Regions from separate parts of the Ovis aries genome. Here region 1 is linked to region 2. A link is a contact called in public Hi-C data. All regions are on one chromosome and are shown on one strand. The core of a region is the stretch at or near the end of the contact, and the rest is flanking DNA. Distances in the headings are between cores, read along the strand shown. Region 1 has its middle 12 kb from the start of PARL. Region 2 holds the start of ABCC5 (ATP binding cassette subfamily C member 5).

Region 1 (4,610 bases), core at 2,063-4,562, 110 kb after region 2:
AGTCTCTTATCTTGGCACCCAGTACATGGAGGTGACGGCCAGAGCCCCAAGCCTTCCCTCAGAAAGGGGCTTTGGCTCAGCGCTGATGCTCCAGCCTGCTCTTGCTGGAAGCCTTGATGGTACAGGATGGTACACCATGGAAATGATGGTGAGAGAGAACGTATGGGAGCCCAGTCTTCTCCATCATGACAATCTTTGTTCAACTCGTACAACCATGGTTCAGGGCAGACGTGATTGCAAGGGCCTAGCAGGATGTGATCATTAAATTCTTATTAATTTGATCAGACTTGAGGTCCCCACCTCCATTTACTTTCTTCTTCATAATAATCCTGTCTTTTTGATGTTGTTGCTATTGTCATTCTTTTTTTAAACAGATAGCTTGTAAGAGCTCATGTAACTGCCCCGAACACATAGTAAGAAAATTAACTGAGTTTAATTCATGTCCTTCTGATTCCAGCTTTTTTTGGTCCTTTTTACCATACTCCCTGCCATACATATTCCTCCCAAAATCCCATTTTAGTAAAGTAAATGAGCCAGCATGTTGGATGGAGATGCTTGGCCTTGTCTATTGTTCTGTTAGGTTGGCTAACACTGAACAGTCCTTGGCAGTATTTGACCATCAGGTTTAGAGGTTAAATGTCTCCTGGATTGTAAGGACAGGACCATGTCATCAGCTCATTCTGCTGTTAGTCTGGTAGGAGGCCTCAGGCCCTGGTGGTCTAAGAGCTATACCAAATTAGGTCAAGTTGAAAAAGAGGGAACTAGAGTTCAGCTCTGTTTTATGCCATTTGGGATTAGAAATTTCCTTATTAATAGCACATTCTTGCCAATTGATTCTAGGAGTTTGTTCTGTGATAAGAGCTCCAGGGAACCATTAACAGCCTGGAATCAATATCCAGCTTTCCCAGCTCGGGCAAGAGATGTCTCCTGAAAGTAGAATCAAAGCTTGACAGTAGATCATTAAATGTTACAGATATTCCTAAACTGTTCTTAACCATTCCGACAGTCGAGTGACAGTGACAACAGCAACGGCCCCTAATCAAGCCCGTCTCCTCAGACGTTTTATTTGATTATAGGCTCCAAGCTGCCATTTACAGGGAAGAAGTTGGGCTAGAGTCTCCAGGAGGCACCCAGCAGGCAGATGGCTCTATAATTTGGAGGAGAAGGAGGGTTGCCCTTGTTGAGTACTGGCTATGTCTGAGCCAGTCCCACGAGTTGAGGTCGCTCAGTCACTTTGCAAGAAGTCCAGAACATCACCCAGAATAGGAAATAAATAACTCTGAAGGGAAAAGAGCATCTTGCCCGGAGCCTTTGCATCCAAAGGAGATTGTTAAGAACTGCCGTAAGGCAGAGGTTTCTTCATCCCAGGGAGGGAAAACAAGAGTGGGGTGGAAGTCCCAAAACTATAGCTAGGAAACAGCTTGCTTAGGCAGCAGCAGGAGCAAGTGCCTCCCCTGCAAAAGCCTCTGCCTGAAGCCATGAGTCGCGAGGCCTGGGCGCCCGTCTGGATGGCTAGGGTCAGGCCTCTCCCTTCAGGCTTCAGTAGATCAACTGAAGAAAGAGGGGAGAGGGCTTCTGAAAGTATACACATTCTCTGTTTTGTGCATTCCTCATTGGCTTCTCTTTGGTGTGCAGGCTTAAAACCACTGAGTTTTTGTCTTTAATTTCAAGATGTCTTTGTCAAAACCAAGAATCACGTGGACAGTTCTCTAGTCCCCCAGGGATGACCAGTTTGATTCTCTGGTGTTGGTTAAGGAGCTGCAGAATAAGAGGCCCGCTTCAGAGCCCTGGGGCTGGGTGTCCCAGGTCCCAGGGGCCACAGCAAACCCCTTCCTGGCTCCCCTTGGGCCTCTTGCTCAGGCCAGGGCCTGCGAGGCACAGAGCAGAAGTCACCAACAGGAAGCGTTGGCTCCTTTCTGCTCCCATCTGATCAGTCTGATTCTCTTTCCAGTCACTCACTTCTTTGAGGTAGAGTGAGGGCTCGGGTTAGGGTTAGAGGTCACCCTCTCTTCTCCCTAATTCTAAGGAGAGAAGCTTTCTGTCTCTTCTCTCTCTGCCTCATTACTAAGTCTTCCTTACCCTTTGTCTGTCTGCTATTCCATTCCTCTTCTCACTCTCATACACACACACCACCACTGTTTGTTGCCCTGTGCAGGACATGGTCCCCTCTGGTCCCCACCAGCCACTGGCCCTCTTCCTCAGAGACAGGGGCTGTGTCTCTAGCCCAGGCTGGGAGTCTTAGGATGGAGGTGGGTGCCCCTTAGCCAGGAGAGTAATGCCCAGCAACTTCACTGCTGTGAGGGCCTCTCTCCTGAATCTTTGGGCTCCCTGGCCCCAGGCGACTCTCGCCTGCACACCTAGTGTTCTCTGAGCTCATGTCAGCCCAGCGTCAGGGTTGGGTGCTGTGTCAACTGAGCTCCTTGAGCTACACCAGCTCATCTCTGCTGGGTACCATCATCTTGCCCAACCTGGCCTCTGCTCTGTGACCCTGAGTGTTGGGGGACCCCCCCCGACAGTTGAACCCTGGCCACTTCCTGAACAAGGAAGGAAATTTTGTGGTAAGGAAAGTCTTCCTGCCATTCTCCGCAGGTATGGGGTGCAGCACTGGTTGTGGGTGGTGGGTGTGATGGGACCCCTGCAGGACCACCTGCTACCTCATGACCTTTCCTTCTGCTTCCAGGACATCAGGTGTGCCTAGGGGACCAGCTGGCTCAGATGAAGCTCTTGCTGATGTTTGCCACCCTCCTCGGGACCTTTTCGTTCTAGCTGCCAGGGCGGAGCCCAGGGCTCAGGCTGGAATACAACTTTGGGGGCACCCGGCAGCCCCAACCCCAGAAGATCTGTGCCATACCCCGTCTGAACTGCCCCCATCCAGGTCCTAGAGAGGAGGTCCTGTAGCTGACCGGAGTCTGGAGACTTGTCCCACGCATGTCCCCCACAAAGACCTGCCTCAGTCTCTCAGCTCCTGAAAAGTTGGAGAAGAACAGAGTTTACCAGCTTAGTCGCTTGTGATTCTCCCTAACACAAGCTCTGATGCGTGACATTGGAGGGTATACTTATTAAGGATTCTACCAATGTGGTTCAGTTTTGGTAGCTCAGTCCCTAGGATTTTATAAGGTTGGTTAAGACGTTTGGCCTTGAATCACATCACAAGATTAATCTGGGGAGTCAAGTCTCACGAGGTAGCGGCCCAGGAGTTCAGAGAGAAAAACCATAAACGCAGTAATGTATCTCAATACTATTGATGCAGCCCCTGACAGTCTAAAACCTGGGAAGCTCATTTTCTGTCCTCTCCTGCCCTCTCCTGACCAGAGGTAAGAAGTGCATGCCCCTGCAGCCACAAGACCGGGAAAGATCTCCCCAGCAACTTAGGATGCCTCAAGCTTTAAAACATTGTGTTTCCAGGGACTTCCCTGATTGGCCAGTGGTTAGGATTCCACGTTTCCACTGCAGGGGGCATCTGTTCAATCCCTGATTGGGTAACCAAGATTCTGCATGCCTCATGGCACGGCCTAAAAACAAAACAGAACACCCCACTGTGTCTCTAGACAAATATTGCTTATTAAAAAAGAATAATTTGGTTAGGAAATTCAAATTAAAGTCAAAATGAGATACCACTACACACCTATTCAGTTCAGTTCAGTTCAGTCGCTCAGTCGTGTCCGACTCTTTGCGACCCCATGAATTGCAGCACGCCAGGCCTCCCTGTCCATCACCATCTCCCGGAGTTCACTCAGACTCACATCCATCAAGTCAGTGATGCCATCCAGCCATCTCATCCTCTGTTGTCCCCTTCTCCTCCTGCCCCCAATCCCTCCCAGCATCAGAGTCTTTTCCAATGAGTCAACTCTTCGCATGAGGTGGCCAAAGTACTGGAGTTTCAGCTTTAGCATCATTCCTTCCAAAGAAATCCCAGGGTCGATTTCCTTCAGAATGGATTGGTTGGATCTCCTTGCAGTCCAAGGGACTCTCAAGAGTCTTCTCCAACACCATAGTTCAAAAGCATCAATTTTTCAGCGCTCAGCCTTCTTCACAGTCCAACTCTCACATCCATACATGACCACTGGAAAAACCATAACCTTGACTAGATGGACCTTAGTCAGCAAAGTAATGTCTCTGCTTTTGAATATCCTATCTAGGTTGGTCATAACTTTTCTTCCAAGGAGTAAGCGTCTTTTAATTTCACGGCTGCAGTCACCATCTGCAGTGATTTTGGAGCCCAAAAAAGTAAACCACTGTTTACTGTTTAACCACTGTTTAACCACTGTTTCCACTGTTTCCTCATCTATTTCCCATGAAGTGATGGGACCAGATGCCATGATCTTCGTTTTCTGAAATGTTGAGCTTTAAGCCAACTTTTTCACTCTCCTCTTTCACATTCATCAAGAGGCTTTTTAGTTCCTCTTCACTTTCTGCCATAAGGGTGGTGTCATCTGCATATCAGAGGTTATTGATATTTCTCCTGGCAATCTTGATTCCAGCTTGTGCTTCTTCCAGTCCAGTGTTTCTCATCATGTACTCTGCATATAAGTTAAATAAGCAGGGTGACAATATACAGCCTTGACATACTCCTTTTTCTATTTGGAACCAGTCTGTTTTTCCATGTCCAG
Region 2 (4,251 bases), core at 1,458-3,957:
CAATATTGTCAGAATTTTATGTTTCCCTATCAGGTGGGCATAAAATGGTATCTTGTTGCTAATTTAATTTCCATTTCCCTGATTATTAGTAAGATTGGGTGTCTTTTCCCCTGGGCCCTGGTGTGCTCGAGACCTTGTACGTGCCCTTCAAGGGCGAAGTTTCTGTATTCCCCAGTCCTGTGGAATTCCTGCAATCAAACCCTGATGTTCTTCAAAACCAGATTCTCTGGGGGCTCCTTCTCCTGTTGTCAGACCCTCTGGCTGGGAAGACTAAGGTGGGGCTCAGAACTTCACTCCTGTGCCAAAACTTCTGTGGTATAATTGTTTTTCAGTTTGTGGGTTGCCCACCCAGCAGGTATGGGATTTTATTTTATTGTGATTTTGCCCCTCCTACCATCTCTTTGTGGTTTCTTCTTTGCCTTTGGATGTAGGGTATCTTTTTGGTAGGTTCCAGTGTGGTTTTTTTTTGATGGTCGTTCAGCAGTTGTTTGTGATTTTGGTGTTTACATAAGACAGGTGAACTCAAATCCTTCTACTCTACCATCTTGAGCTTATCTCCCTGGGTCTCTTTTGATATTTGAGTGGCTGCTTGAGTTTCCTTTTCCATGAACTGTCTATTCACATCATTTGCCAATTTTTCTATTCAGTTATTTAGCATTTCTTATTGAGTTGTAGGAATTATTTGTATTAAAAACTTTGTCAGTTATAACTTGTAGTTTATCTTTTTGCTTTATGGCATCTTATATAGAAACAAATTTAAATATGATAAAAATTAATCAAACTTTATTTTATTAATGTTTTTGTATCTTATTTAAGAAGTTCACAAAGATATTTCACATTTTCTTCTAAATGTTTGAAGGTTTTCCCTTTCAGTTGGGCCTTTGATCTATGTGGTATGAAGCTATAACCCCTGAGTTTTAAGAAATATGGATAACCAGTTGTTCCAACATTATCCATAGTCTTTTCTTTCTTTCTCTACTGATTTGTAATGTTTTCTTTGTTACAGATCAGGTTTACATGCATGCATGAGTCTGTTTCTAGGCTCTTTATTGCATTGATTTATTAATCCATTCTTGGGCTGCTGCTGCTGCTGCAAAGTTGCTTCAGTCGTGTCCGACTCTGTGCGACCCTATGAACGGCAGCCCACAAGGCTCCTCCATCCCTGGGATTTTCCAGGCAAGAACACTGGAGTGGGTTGCCATTTCCTTCTCCAGTGAATGAAAGTGAAAAGTGAAAGTGAATCGCTCAGTCATGTCCGACTCTTAGCGACCCCATGCACTGCAGCCTACCAGGCTCCTCCATCCATGGGATTTTCCAGGCAAGAGTACTGGAGTGGGGTGCCATTGCCTTCTCCACATTCTTGGGCAAAACACTGTATTAATTACTTCAGCTTTATTGTACATTGGTGTGCATTTTGTTTGTTTGTATTTTGCTGTGGTTCAAGTCACTTGGGATCTCAGTTCTTAGTTCCCCCACCAGGGATTGAAGCTGCATGTGACCTTGTCAATGAAAGTGGCGCATCCTAACAGCTGGACAGCTGGGGAATTTCCTACATTGGTGTTTCATACTAGCTAAAGGTATAAAGGTAGAGGAGTCATTTTACCTTCCATTAAAAAAAAATCTTTGAAATGGATAATCATAATACCTATACACTGGGTTGACATGGAGATTTAAAAAACAAGTATGTAAAGCACAAGATACAGACTAGGTAGGCACTAAACACAGTAGTTATTTATGTTATGATGGGAAGGCAATGGCATCCCACTCCAGTACTCTTGCCTGGAAAATCCCGTGGACGGAGGAGCCTGGTGGGCTGCAGTCTGTGGGGTCGCTAAGAATCGGACACGACTGAGTGACTTCCCTTTCACTTTTCACTTTCATTCATTGGAGAAGGAAATGGCAACCCACTCCAGTGTTCTTGCCTGGAGAATCCCAGGGACGGGGGCTGCCGTCTATGGGGTCGCACAGAGTCGGACACGACTGAAGCGACTTAGCAGTAGCAGCAGCAGCAGCAGCATCTTGAAGGTACAAATGAAACACAAAGAGAAATGAAGTGATCAGTCTATTTGGAAACCTCAGTTTCATTTATAAAAAGAAAGGGATGGATTGGCATGTCCTTTCTAAGGCTCTTGCCACTCTAAAAACTCATCCTGGCGTTTATTTTCTAGAACGTGGGCAGCACAACAACATGTGATGGACAGTGGGATTAAAGTGAGAAAGGTGACAACGCAGAGTCGTGAGCACGCAGTGGTAAAACGTTAAGGGCCATACAGATAAGATTAGGGGCCGGCTGGTCTCCTATAGGCTACGATGACCTTCACAGTGTTTTCTGGTGCATAAACGGCCAAGCATCGCCGTGACCGTCCTGCCTACAAACACTGGGCAGCCAGCCCACAGAAGGCTACTGTCAACCCTCCCGACCACTCAACTAGAACACAGAGCCTTGGAGAAGATTCCAGACAGGATCGCAGAAACTCTGGGGAGGACGGTGCCAGAGCCTGGAGCGCAATGGAAGGGAGGAGCGGCCTGCACCTCCTCCAGGGCTTCTACAGTGCTTCTGGGAAATATAGTTCTTAGCCGTGAAAGGAGCCTGGGGCTCCAGGAAGCGGGACTACAATTCCCTTCAGTCTTGGAAATTCTTTGTGCAGCACGCCTGCGCAGTCTGGCGGCCAATGCCGCTATAAAGGCTTGTTTTGCTCCGGGGGCTAATGCTCCGGAGCGTGGTCGAGTGGCCGGCGCGGCCGTCCTGGAGCTGGGGCACAGGTAGGTGTCGGTGACTGCCGCACTCCTTCTTTCTCCCTCGGATTGTCGCGGGGACCATCCCCACCCAGTGTGTTTCGGCCCAGGGTAGGGGACTGCGATCGAGGATGCGAGCAGTCCGCGGGAAGTCGGAGAACTGAGAAAAGCGGCCTGGCCTTTCTCTAGTCTCCCGCCGCCTCATTTTCGGGACGCGACCGGGAGGGTTGGAGGTTAGGTCCTCGGAAGGCAGGTAGGGTGGGATGAGTGATCGGGGTGCCGGCTACATTCCCGGCTAACGCCACCAGGTGGTGCTACGCACGCGGCCCGTGTGTGTGGGTCGCTATCGCCTTTCCAGGCCAGAATTGGCCGTGGGAACGCCCTAAGGCCAGGGCATCCTAGGGGATGCTGGCCTGAGAGAAGCCCCCCTCTTCAAGGGTGTAGAGAGGCGGTTTGGGGCACTCCGGCATAAGCCGCACAGAGGGGATTGAGCAGCCAGCGACCTCAGAATTCATCGTCTCGTTTTGGCTACGGGGTAGATGGAGGTTCGTGACAGAAGCACGCACAGGAAACCCTTGGCAGAGTCCGGAATGGAATCCAGATCTCTTGACAGTCATTAGTGCCCTTTCCCTTTCCACCGCACAGAGCTGCGTGGGGCTTTGTATTTATCACATAGGGGTCATTCGGTTTCTGCACAGACATGGGGGAGGCAGGAGGCAGATGGACACAGAAAAGACTGGCCAAGTTTCAGAAGGTTTTGAAGGAGAAGATGGGATAGGCCATTCTGCGGTCTCCAGGGTGAGTCAGTGAAAGGTGCGGTAGGCTGGAGACAAGTAGATTTCAGGGAGGTGGTAAGTACATACCCTTGTAGCTTCAGGTCTTTTTGTGTGGCTGCAGGGCCTGGAACCACATTCCTGAGGTGTTGGAAACCTAAGGAATATTGCAATGAAGGCAATTTGGGAACACCAGTCTGGCTACTTCCAGTCCTTGCAATCCTGTGCGAACTCCTCCCCCCAGGCAGTTTTGACTGCATCATTGTGCGGGAGAAGGTCTACACTTAGCACTGAAGGAGTCTTGGTTAAAAAAAAGTTGCTGACCAAGAGACCTCTGTGCCGAGCAACTCTATGGGTTCTCTCTTTGATTATTCTGTTAAGTGTCATTGTACAGCTCTGATTCAGAAGTAAATGAAAATCCTTTCCCTTTCTTCTCTCTTAAAAAAGACTTTTAAACACCTTTAAGGGAGAACAGAAAGAAGAAAAGAGGGAAATACAAATAGTACCCTCCCCTCCTGGTGGCTCAGAGGTTAAAGCGTCTGCCTCCAATGCAAGAGACCCGGATTCGATCCCTGGGTCGGGAAGATCCCCTGGAGAAGGAAATGGCAATCCACTCTAGTATTCTTGCCTGGAGAATCCCATGGATGGAGAAGCCTAGTTGGTTACAGTCCATGGGGTCGCAAAGAGTCCGACACGACTGAGCGACTTCACCTTCACATTCACCCTCCCCTCCATCCCCAAA

The links. A called contact is a pair of places that touch in the nucleus more often than the background predicts.
Region 1: a contact with region 2 is called in a Hi-C map of hypothalamus, with 10 times the contacts expected there. The contact joins the enhancer-like site here to the promoter of ABCC5 in region 2. A contact is called at or near these places in 12 of 16 Hi-C or Micro-C datasets (blood, hypothalamus, liver and 6 more).

Annotation. Positions count from the first base shown.
Region 1 is chr1:204,018,824-204,023,433 of ARS-UI_Ramb_v3.0, forward strand. It overlaps the pseudogene LOC114111554. Among named protein-coding and RNA genes, the nearest start is that of PARL, 12 kb to the right of the region's middle. Within about 2 kb of position 3,313, at least 7 of the 54 cell types and tissues checked have an H3K27ac peak or open chromatin away from gene starts, as enhancers often do.
Region 2 is chr1:203,911,157-203,915,407 of ARS-UI_Ramb_v3.0, forward strand. ABCC5 (ATP binding cassette subfamily C member 5) reads left to right here and starts at 2,708. Exons shown (of 28, transcript XM_060419861.1): 1 at 2,708-2,763.